2 separate regions of the Danio rerio genome follow, and region 2 is linked to region 1. A link is a contact called in public HiChIP or PLAC-seq data. All regions are on one chromosome and are shown on one strand. The core of a region is the stretch at or near the end of the contact, and the rest is flanking DNA. Distances in the headings are between cores, read along the strand shown.

The links. HiChIP or PLAC-seq counts read pairs in DNA pulled down with a chosen protein or histone mark.
Region 2: a contact with region 1 is called in an H3K4me3 HiChIP or PLAC-seq map of embryo, with 13 times the contacts expected there. The contact joins the promoter of sdk1a here to the promoter of cyp3c1 in region 1. A contact is called at or near these places in 3 of 18 Hi-C or Micro-C datasets (caudal fin, skeletal muscle and an unstated tissue) and 2 of 4 datasets of contacts at active chromatin or transcription factors (caudal fin and embryo).

The regions. Positions count from the first base shown.
Region 1 is chr3:39,949,973-39,956,109 of GRCz12tu, reverse strand. It overlaps cyp3c1 (cytochrome P450, family 3, subfamily c, polypeptide 1), which reads left to right and starts at 1,721. Exons shown (of 14, transcript NM_212673.1): 1 at 1,721-1,781; 2 at 1,967-2,085; 3 at 2,218-2,311; 4 at 2,412-2,464; 5 at 2,772-2,871; 6 at 2,977-3,096; 7 at 3,375-3,460; 8 at 3,575-3,723; 9 at 4,465-4,586; 10 at 4,697-4,784; 11 at 4,900-5,060. The coding sequence starts at 2,018.
Region 2 is chr3:40,488,386-40,494,273 of GRCz12tu, reverse strand. sdk1a (sidekick cell adhesion molecule 1a) reads left to right here and starts at 3,139. Exons shown (of 44, transcript XR_012401153.1): 1 at 3,139-4,143.

The DNA of each region.
Region 1 (6,137 bases), core at 472-2,971:
AAAGCAATAACAACACACAATAATTAATGTAGAAAATAATGGTAAAGAAACTATTATAATGTGTAGTTAGGGGTGGCCAAACTTTTTTGTATGAACGGCCAAAAACCAAATATCATTGAGAGCCGTAGGGCGAAGACAAATATACCTCTCTAACAGATGTAAATTAGCTTTATAGCTAACTCTGGCACAACATGTCATGTTGTACATTGTCCCTGTATAAATAAATAAAGTAAATAAAAAACTATTTTACATTAAAGTTGCCATGGGCAATTTCCTAATTCATTTCATAATATTGCTAAATAGCAAACATTACTTCGAATAATATTAACTAATGCTTCTTTTGGATGAGACGTTAAACCGAGGTCCTGACTTGTTGTTGCTAGATAAGATACGGTTGTTGCCGGAAGTTAACAAAAATTATATTATTTATTAAATTTTCCATTTATTGTATTTTATTGACATCTACCCCCACTCCAACCCAAAGCCCAACTGTCGGTAGCATAAAATCAGTAGTTGTACCGAGTATTATTTATGCTATCTATTAAATTATCTAATAAATAATTTTTTTACAGTCATAAATAATGTCATAAATACAGTGTCATAAATAATGCTGCTATATTGATGTGCATATTGCACTTTCGGCTGGTCGCGTGTCCGTTCTAGACTTTACCATCCTGACTCTCTGGTCATTCAAAATATCATGGCACTTCTTGTAAAGCGTAGGGGTGTCACTCTGGTGTCCTGGCCAAATTCCCTCCACCGGCCCTTATGATCATGGCCTCCCAATCATCCCCATCCACTGAATTAGCTCTATCCCTGTTTCTCCACTCCACCAATAGCTGGTGTTTGGTCACCTGTGTGCAGCATCCACTTGGATGATGCGATGGCAGCCACCCCCTCTCATGATTGTGAAGTGCTTTTGGTGTATGGCCATACACAATAAATGTGCTATATATAAATCCACATTACTTACTAATGCAGTATCATATTTTATTATAACTTATTGCAGTACAAACACTCCCATTTTATATATATTGCCCTGATTCACTCCCCAAAGTCTCTGCATTGTCTGTCTGATTAACTAATCTGATTTATTTGTACCATTTAAATTGAAACATTTAATTTCAGCTAGCTTTTGTAGCTTAATAATAAAACAAAAAAATAAAAGGTAACATACGATCTCTAAACCATCCCCATAATTCTCCCTTTCTTCTCAGATGGCATGGTGGGCCAAATCAAAGGTTACCAACTTTGGCCAGTATGTGGGCCCTAGTTTGGGCATCTCAACACTGTATAATCAACATGTAATGTAATTGTAAATAATTATAACTTATACTAAATTTATAAACAACATATTTTAAAATCACCTTTTAGGCATTCAGTTTTTTTTTTTATAAGAACCAAGTGTGATTTTATGTAGTTTGCACAAAAGATATTAAATGATAGGCCTACATACTGTCATCAATTACTAATCTATAAATACATTTCGGAGGAAAAAGGAAATGGAACAAAACATTATTATAATCCATTACCACTTGGCATGACAATATTGTTTGTGGAACTGGCAGCGCCAGTAGGCCTAAATATTACGTCGGTCATGAAGTCACAAACATCGAACTATAAGTTTGAAGTCCGTTTCGGTTTTTGTCCAAAGGGTGTCACTATAGTGTCATGTATATACTCTGAAATTACAATGAGGGACTTGTTTTTGAGCAACAGTACAGCAGGTTTGTTTAGTGAAGACACAGAACTAGAACTCCGTGTTGAGGAGCGGTGGTGAGGTGAGTGAAATCGTCGTACTTTACACTATAAAAACTAACTGTTTCGCTTTATGTATGCTTCTTAACAAGAAACCCCGTTAATAAGAAATATGCGTCAAAGGTGTAAAACGATTAATGTTTGTTTTTTTTCTTTCATATGACCCTACTTCCGGATCACTCTCGGTGTGAACGCGAATAAACCACAGCATTAGTGTACATGAGCATTTGTTGTACACTGAAGAATACATTGATTTACAATGTTTGATCTCTCGTCTCTGTCTGTGACCTGGACCCTGGTGGTTCTGGTCATAACCCTCCTTTTAATGTAAGTATTCATCAATAATAACAGATCAAAGAATGTCATTTAAATTGGTAGTCGTGTGTTGTGTTATTTTTGTGCATTATTTTATCATACTGTAAAGCTAATGTAATCTGATATCTTTGTTATATAATGTAGTTACGGTGTTTGGCCACATGGATTTTTCAAAAAACTGGGAATTCCAGGACCAAGACCTTTGCCATTTGTTGGCACGGCTTTATCATACTCTAAAGTTAGTATTTGATTATATAAGGTATAAGAATGTGTACTTACTGAAAATGATCCTAGAGGAATAAGACGTAATTAATTTTCTCTATGCAAATGTATTGTAGGGCATCTGTAATTTTGACATAGAATGTTCTAAGAAGTATGGAAAAGTATGGGGGTAAGTATAAGTTATATGATTTATTGTGTTCTCAAGAATTAGTTCTATAATTAAAAATCAATCTAATTAAGTGAACTTGCTGCTTAAGAAACAGTTGTTCTGCCTAAACAACCGCAAATATTTGTAAATGAAATCATATTACATTATCAAATTTATTCATTGTCAAGTATGATCAAATTAATACTTGCTAAATAAAAAAAAAAATAATAATAATTTTAAAACTTGCTGACTTCACACTTTTAAATGATATAGTTATTTGCACAGATCACAGGATTGCTGACTGATCGATATTTCTTTTATTGCTCAGGATCTATGATGGAAGGCTTCCATTGCTACTTGTTACTGATCTGGAAATGATCAAAACGATTTTGGTGAAAGACTGTTATTCTACCTTCACTAACAGACGGGTGAGGACATCAGTTTTACTAGAACGGACATAACAACATAAAGAGAATTATTTCTTTAAGACCCAGTTGCGGTCGGTCATCATTTGGATAATTTTTTTTTTACAGAATATGAATCCAGATTTGGTTGGCCCTTTTGCTGATGGAATAACATTGGTTAAAGATGAGAGGTGGAGGCGAATCCGAAGTTCACTCTCTCCATATTTCACTAGTGGACGACTGAAGGAGGTACTGTGAAGCTTTTTAAAGAGACCCAAATATAAAATGTACTCACTCTCATGTTCATCCAAACCTGAGTGACTTTCTTTTGTATGTACAATAATATATGTGTGCTTTGTTTGTACAATGGAGTGCAATAATGTTTAACAGGATGGAAGAGGAATTGAGCATGTCATGTTATTGTTGATGTTTAAAACATTTTACTTTTTCTTTTATATAACATTTATGTTATCTTATACTTTAACATGTTTGTTGCTGATTTTATTTTATTTTTTCTAATATTTCAGATATTTCCCATTGCTATGACACATGCTGATCGTTTTATTGAAAATATGGAAAAGAAAGACCCCAATCTGCCACTTAAAATAAAAGAGTATGTGCCATTTTTCCATCATAACATGAGACAAAATAATCATAAATCTTTTGTTACAAACGTAAATGATCACTATATTATATATTTAACAAGAAGCCCCTATTTGTGTTTCAGTGTTGTGGCTCCATACAGTTTAGATGTTGTCGCCAGCTCCTCCTTCAGCGTTGACTTCGACTCCATAAACAACCCTGATGATCCGTTTGTTACCAGTATCAAAAGTTTTTTCAACATCAATCCACTCAGTCCTCTCTTTCTGCTTTTAGGTATGTCATTTTGATTTGATTTTTACAGTGCATCCGAAAAGTATTGATAGCGCTTCACTTTATACACAATTTACATATTACAGCCTTATTCCAAAATGGATTCAAGTCATTTATTTATTTTTATTTTTTTATAAATCATTCATTCCTTCATTTTCTTGTCGGCTTAGTACCTTTTATTAATCCGGGATCACCACAGCGGAATGAACCGCCAACTTATCCAGTTAGCTTTTACTCAGCGGATGCCCTTCCAGCCGCAACCCATCTCTGGGAAACATCCACACACACATTCACAAACACACTCATACACTACGGACAATTTAGCCTACCCAATTCACCTGTACCGCATGTCTTTGGACTGTGGGGGAAACCAGTGCACCCGGAGGAAACCCACGCAAAGGCAGGGAGAACATGCAAACTCCACACAGAAACGCCAACTGAGCCGAGGTTCGAACCAGCGACCTTCTTGCTGTGAGGCGACAGTACTACTTACTGCGCCACTGCCTCGCCCTTTTTTTATAAATTTGCAACAATTTCAAAAAATCTTTTTTTGCACATTGTCATTATAGGGTATTGTGTGTAGAATTTTGAGAAAATTAATTACTTTAATCCATTTTGGAATAAGGCTGTAACATTAAAAAATGTGGAAAAAGTGATGCGATATTAATACTTTACGGATGCACTGTTCATGAACAGTATAAAGTGAGATAGAAAATTATTTTAAAAATGTTTGTTTTATTACAGCTTTTTGTCCCTCTGCTGCAAATCTTTTGGCAAAAATGGGCATAAGTTTGTTTTCAAGATCAACTACAGATTTTTACTACAAGGCCCTGAGAAAGATTAAGGATGAGCACAATGAATCAAATGTTTGTTTGCCACTTTTTCACTCTTCAGATTTCTTCCATAACAGATTGCTCAGAAATGTTGGTGCAGCAGTAGATTATGATTATTATTATGTTGTGTTTTTTTTAATCAGGGTCGGGTAGACTTCCTCAAACTCATGATCCAGAATCAAATACCTGATGATCAAGTGAAGGACACTGCAAGTGAACAACCAGTAAAAGGTCTGAAAGACATTTACAGATTACATTTCACATTAAGTTTTATTTCATATACTTTCTGAGATGTGATGTGTGTTTAAACTTGTGTTGTGGTTGTTGTTTTTGAAATTTTTTTTAGGATTAACAGACCATGAGATTCTCTCCCAATCCTTCATTTTCATCTTGGGTGGTTATGAGACTACAAGCACGACTCTCTCTTACCTCCTCTATAATCTTGCTACTAATCCGGACTGCCTGGAAAAGCTGGTTGAGGAGATTGACAAAAACTTCCCTCTTGATGTGAGAACACTTCATTCTGCCCTCTTTGAATGAAAAAAGCTCATTTTACATTACAATTTTTGAATCATTCAGTCAAACTCAGGGTCTGGCAGTGGCACTTTAGCTTAGCTTAGCTTAGCATAAATTATTGAGTTGGATTAGATTATTAGCATCTTGCTCAAAAATTACGAGTTTGGTTATTATTTTTTTTTTAAAGCTTGACTCTTCTGTAGTTACATTGTGTATTAAATACCGTGGATAAGTAAAAGTATATATAAGGACTTACACTCTCATTCCAGAGTAATAATCACAGTGGTTGCAGCAGGCCGAATGATATTACACCGTGCCTGAAAAAACTAGGTAACTTTTAACATGACAAACACATGCTTTATATGCAAGTGGGTTAGTTATATTGATGGAAGTTAGTTAATTTTCACGCCCTGTGTAATATTGTGTCTGATGCAGTCATGGTACTCAGGGCTCAAATTTTGCGGCTTATAACAAAGAGTGGTATTGCGCCGGTGGTCATCGGGAAAATCCTGCTCTGCCTGCTCATAAATTGGTGCATAAAAATGAAGATCAGCTCATAATGAGACTGAGCATTTAAAATGACACAAACTGAAACCAAAACTTTTAAAGGTTCAGGACACCCTGGAGAACTTTTTTTTATATTAACAGATTTGTGTGTGTTGAGCATCAGTTAAGACAATGTTAGCACCTGTCAGCTTTAATTGTGGGAAAAACTGGATAATTTTGAGCTTTTGTCAGCTAATTTCAGCTTCCGGGTTAATAATGATTTTTGGGGCGGGATCAAAATCGTCGCCGTAGCGCAGTACTGCAAGTGCAATGATGACGCATCGGTTTCTCATTATTATTCATAGCAGAGTTTTCTTATCCTATGAGAAGAGCCGGCTGCTTAATTATTCATGAGAGGAAGGCAGACCTGCCAGTTTCAAGCAAGCTGTGAGACACAGACCAACCGCACGTAGCCGTTCATGAAAACTCGTATGTGTTTGTTTCCATGATCCACGGGGTTTGTTGCATGTTTTCCCCCACGATCTTGTCAGGGCCGATCATACAGCAAAGCTGTGTGTGTGC
Region 2 (5,888 bases), core at 1,890-4,389, 540 kb before region 1:
TTAGTTCAATTTAATCAAGATAATAAGAAGTAGCTGCTTTAAAGGAAGTAAACCCTCAGATCTCTACAGGTGGCGCTAGGGAGGATGGGGAGTTAAAAAAAAGCCTTTTAAGTACACCTGATCGCCCAGTACTGCTGTGACTAAATCGATTGCTAGAGTTTCATGCCTGAACTGTGCTTCTTCAGACATGCATATGTTCCAGAAACCTTCATCCTACAAGTAACCATTGCATTGTGGTGCCATCCCAGAGGAACAAAACCACTTTCAAGGACTTTAATGTTGTCCCATGTTGGTCATTTGACTGAATCTATAGTCTTTTTTTGAAGAAACAGCTTAACATTAGCATGCTTCTATTGTCCTCATTCGGATAAAAGTGTCTGCTAAAGGATTAAACATAATGTAAATTTAAAGTTTCTACCATCGAGGCTAAGCCAAGCTGTTTATCTCCACAGAACAGAGAGCTGATTCACACATATTTACATTGCCTGAGTTGTGTTAATTAGCATAAACAACCAAGAAGTGTGTGAGTTGACTTGATCTGATGATAGAGGACACAAAATTCAGAGGAGAGATGTAAGGACAACATATGTCATAAAATATTTCTATACTGGATCTATTGAATAACTGACTTGCATACAACTTCAGCAATATCAAGTTCATGCAACACTTTTACAATAACGTCCTTGATAATAAGAAAAATAACAATACTTTATTCAAGTTACCAGAACAGCTTTTAAACGATCAATGAATGTCCTTCAGACTTATAGAATCTTTTCAAAATGTAGTTTCTATTTGTGATGAGTTATAACAAGAATAAAGTCATTTATTACTTCATGGAGACATTTCTGTGCTCCTGAGGTGATCTATTAAATTGATTTTGTGGGGGTTAAGGTGAGCATGATTCAATTCACAAATACTTTTCAGGTTGCTGAAAAGTTGTTTTAAATGTTTTTGAAAGTTTCCTTGGTAAAAGTTTTTGTTGAATCTGTTCTTTCACATGTTACAAAAGTTTTATTTTTAAATAGTTTAGGGCCATATTCAGCTTTAGGGAACATCGGCTGACTTTCTGGCAAAGTTTTCTAAAAATTATGAACTTTAATAGAATGCTGGTCATCTGGTGTTATATAAATAAAAGATGATAAATATATATTTTTCCACAATGGTGTCTCTTGTACATCGTCTTATTATCTTGTGCCATTTCCGGTAAAAAAAAAAAAAAAAACAATACAATAACAACAGCAAACTAGGTTGAATAAAAGAAGCTTTAAGTCAAAATTTGACAGGGATATTTATTTATTTTTATACAGTTCTGTCTGGATTTTGAATCTGATAGCCTGATAGCCTTGCAATATTCTGCAAGTAACAGCACATGTTCAGCCTCTTAACCCTACTCCCTTGTGTATTACTCCACCTACATACAGCGATAAGCAGAGGGCACTCTACAGTTTGACAAATATTGCTGCTGCTGGACAACATAATGTAAATTTGAGGCTTTTTTAGCCATGAATGTAGTTATTTAGATTGCAACTATACAGTTTATTTATAAGGATGGTGCCTTTTTAAAAATATTTTATCCGTTCTGAGAAACAGCGCAATGACTGCCATTCTCATGTTTTTGAGCAAAATTGGTTCATAATAAGCCCTAAGAGAAAAACAGCGTAATTCCAAAGTACAGCTGATCAAATAATTAATAAACAGGTAAATGGCTTTCACTAAATCGATCTCTCTCTTCTGTATATTGTAGTGCTGTATTTATACCACAGTAATATTGTGATCCCCGATTACAACAGAGAAATACTGGGAGATATCTCTGTAGACTGGGATGGCATTTCATGCCGTTCAGCCTTATAATCTTAAAATTGTGAGCAAAATCACCTGTTTTGTCATAAATTTAGACATTATGCTAGAGAATCATTCAAACACTTGCTCTAAAGTGAAGTTGGTGAATGACCAATGATTCCTGCTGTTCTGACATCAGCTGTATTTGAATAGCGTCATTGGTGGGACACTAAAGATATTGCTCATACACTACCTGCTCATAAAATAAAGTTAAATTGTTAAATATTTATTACAATTTTAACTGCTTTCTTATTGTATGTAGTTTTAAATTAAATGATTACTTATGTCATTATTGCTTTTATTACTATCACCATTCATAATAATAATAATTTATTAATTAATTTTAGAGTGATTTCTGAAGGCACTCTGAAGACTGGAGTAATGAAGCTGAAAACTCATCTTTAAAACCACTGGGATAAATTATTAAAATAATTCTAAACTATTTTTGGACATGTAATTTTATAGTACAAAAACATTTTACAATTTTACAATTTGTTCTGTACTTAATTAAATAAATGAAGCTTTGGTGAGCAGGAGAAGCTTATTTTAAAACATTTAAAATCCGTACTGACCCCAAACTTTTGACTGTTAGTGAATACGTACGTTTTTAAAATATATATTTTAAAACATATTTATTTTAATTAATTTTAAATATTAAACATATAATTGTCAAATGGCTATGCCCAGATATTGTATTTTATAATGGAAAACAATTGAATTTTTATTTTATGTTTTTGTAACTCAATGGAAAGTTAACAAAAAAAACATAATTTCATTTGATGATGAAATATCATGATTATAATTATAATCTAATAACTTTTGCCCAGTTATCAGCAAGAACTAATACTTTAAGCAGTACTAAAACAATACGATCACTTATTCTTTCAGATATTGTAATGAGTAGCCCCCCTTTACTTCATGTTTACATAAATATAGGCTACATGTATACACTGCATCACGATGCAACATTATCTTATCCATATTTGACATTTTATTTTCCCAAAAGTGCTGTAAAACATTAAAACAGACATGCATTTAGTATGCTTTCTGTGTATATAAAATCTTTTTTTGCAGCAGCAGCAGACACAGAAATGGGATGCCTCGTCTTTGATCCATAAACAAATATACGGCATTGCTGCAATACTCGAATCTCTCAGAAGGACTGTATGGAGTATCGCCTCCAGCAGCAGCAGCAGCCAATGAGTCTTTAGCGGGGCGGAGGTGAGTGAGGGAGAGAGAGACGCGGCTGCGGCTCTCAATGGAAGTTGCTGTAAGTGCGCTGCTGGACCTGTACACTACATTCACTCGCTTTCAGTTCGCTGTGAGCAGGAGCTCAGCTCACACCTATCTATACACTACGAACAGCCGCTTGTTGCGTTTCCAAAGTACGCCGGGAGACCTATTCGATATGCATTGATTGCTTTTTAATCAAACTCGCTGCGACGTTTCATCGGACACTTCATCAGAGCTCATATTATTAGTACGCATACAGTTTTAGGGGGTGACTGCATGCGTGCAGCCTTCTGGATTCCGTGCATTGGTTTATAATAGAATTTTTGTGATGGTTTATGACTTGCAAATCCCTCCAACATGTTGAAATAACAGCAAACAGGAGCAGCAACTGGATCTCATATGAGACTTTCCGGAGATATTGAGTGAGTGTGCTTTTTAAAGTGGAATAATTGACGAGACTTTTAAGAAATAAAGCAGGTTTATAAAGTGCGGTGTCATCAGTGTAATGCATAAGTGTAATTACAACCCATAATAATGACGTGTGTGCTGTGATCGCGCGCTTTCGCTGGCATCACGCGCAGCAGCTGCATTTAAACTGCTGTTAATGAAAAGCGCGTTATTTAGCGGGAACTTTCGACTGGACTGGAATGTACGTTTGCTGACTGTCAGCGCTCGTGAGTTAAACTTGCGGAGTCAGAGAGAGCGGAATGGACGCCGGTGGATGTGAAGCCACAGAGAGACAGTTCCCAGGTCTTTCTAAAAAACGCAGACCTGCCGGGAGACACAACACGGCACTGAAAGAGGAGGAGGAGGAGGACAGTGTTTACTCAGGAGGCGACCGTTCCCGTAAAGACACAGCGCGTTCCCGCTCAACAGCACTTCTCACACGCGTGGACAAGAATGCCATCATGTGTGATCTTAAGAGCGCTTCTTCCTCTTCTTCCATGATTTTTACACGTTTCTCCGGGAGGAATTTCAGCGGGAATGGGAAGAGAAAGTTTGCGGTGCGCACTTGGAGTTGGTGGGCGTTTTTCTGCTTGCAAGTCCACGTGTTGGAAGCGGTCACGCAAGGTAAGAAAGCGTTTTTACACTTGACGTGCTGTGAAGCTTCGTGTAAACCAGTTTTGCAGCTTGCCATGTGGGTCGTTTTTCAATTAGAGGCACTTTGTGGGCTTGAAATGAGGCTGTCAAAACAGGCTTCACTTTCGTATATGTGTCTAGTTTTGAGAGGAACATCAGTGTAGTAACTGGTGGTGTGGAGATTTGATATTGTGCTTGATTGTAATTACATTGTTTGGTGGAAACTTAAACTGGTATAAGCAAATTATTTCGAATGTTTACCATTAAAGATCGATCGTTTGTTTAATCCTTAAACATGTTAACTTCATTTAGTTTTAATTTTTTTATATCAATGATAGACTACACTTATAAAACCATATTAAGCAGCAGTAGATAAAAACAAAACAATATATATTTTTTTTTAAATAAGAAAAATAGCATTTCAGTCTTTATACATAAGAGTTTCATATTTAATTCAACCTGTTGCCTGAACATACTTTGTAATTTCGGAGTAAAGTTTGTTTCAAATCCAACCTTTGAGTGTATCACGTAGCATATGTATTTTCTTTTCTTTTATTATTTTATATTATTATTATTATTTTAATGTAGCTGACACATACCCTCTCATTTTGCATTATTTAATATCAGAAGTAAACAAAGTTTCATGTCAATAAACATTCTCCAGAATTCATAAAGACTACATTTAGTACACATAAACAGTAAACTAACTATGTGATTTAAAAAAAAAAAACCTTATGAAGTAAAATTTTATTTTAAGTACATAAACTGAAGAGGGTAAATTTGGATACTGAAAACAAATCAAGTTTGGCTAATCTAATCTATCTCAGAAATTAGCATTGGCACTGTATAAAAGTTTTAAATATTTTTTTTAATCTATCCACTATAACAAGAGCATCTGAATTAAAAAAAAATCATCAAGTAGAAAAAGAAGTCCTTGAAGAATGGTCTAAATACTATTATTCAAACTAATGATGCCATATCGGAGATAATGAATGGTTTATGGCCAATGTTTTACACACTACTGTCATAAGATTGTGAAACTTGATTTTAATAATAATGGAATGTCAAATATCTGTCTGTCTGTGCAACAGCCAGTTGAGCTGAGCTCTCTGGACCCGAACAATAGAGGAGTCATTAGGTCAGACTGCATGCGTGGCCACAGATGGCATATGCATCCTTTGGCTTTGATTCCAGCTATAATGCTTCTCATACAGGGAATATGATGTGTGTGCATATGCATAGTGGGCCACTGGAGGACAAGAGTAACAGTTGGCATGCTGAGAAAAGGGATGTTTGGTGTTGTTAGAGCTCTCAATGTATATCTGCATTAGGCATTGTGAAGTATTTTTGTAATGATGGAGGTGTGCAGAATAAAACAGAATGGCTTGTCAGATTTAAAAGAAATTAGTTATTTTAGACATTGGGGGGTATAATAGGAATGATCAGTCTTGTGTGACTATTAATGACAGGCTTTTATGCCTCTGTCACATTATTTTTATTGAGAAATAACCAAAACAGCATGCCTCATTAAAAAGAACATTTTTAATTCTTTAATATGCCACAGATTAGAGTCATTTTCTTCCCGTAATCAAAAGGATAAATGATCTGAAAAAAGGGAAAAGGATGCCAAAATTCTCTTGAATTAAAACCTCATCTTGCTTTAAGCTCTTTCCACCCACAATACATGTATTTTTGTCACTTGTGCCATTTGCATTCCTGAAGGCACCGTCAAATTA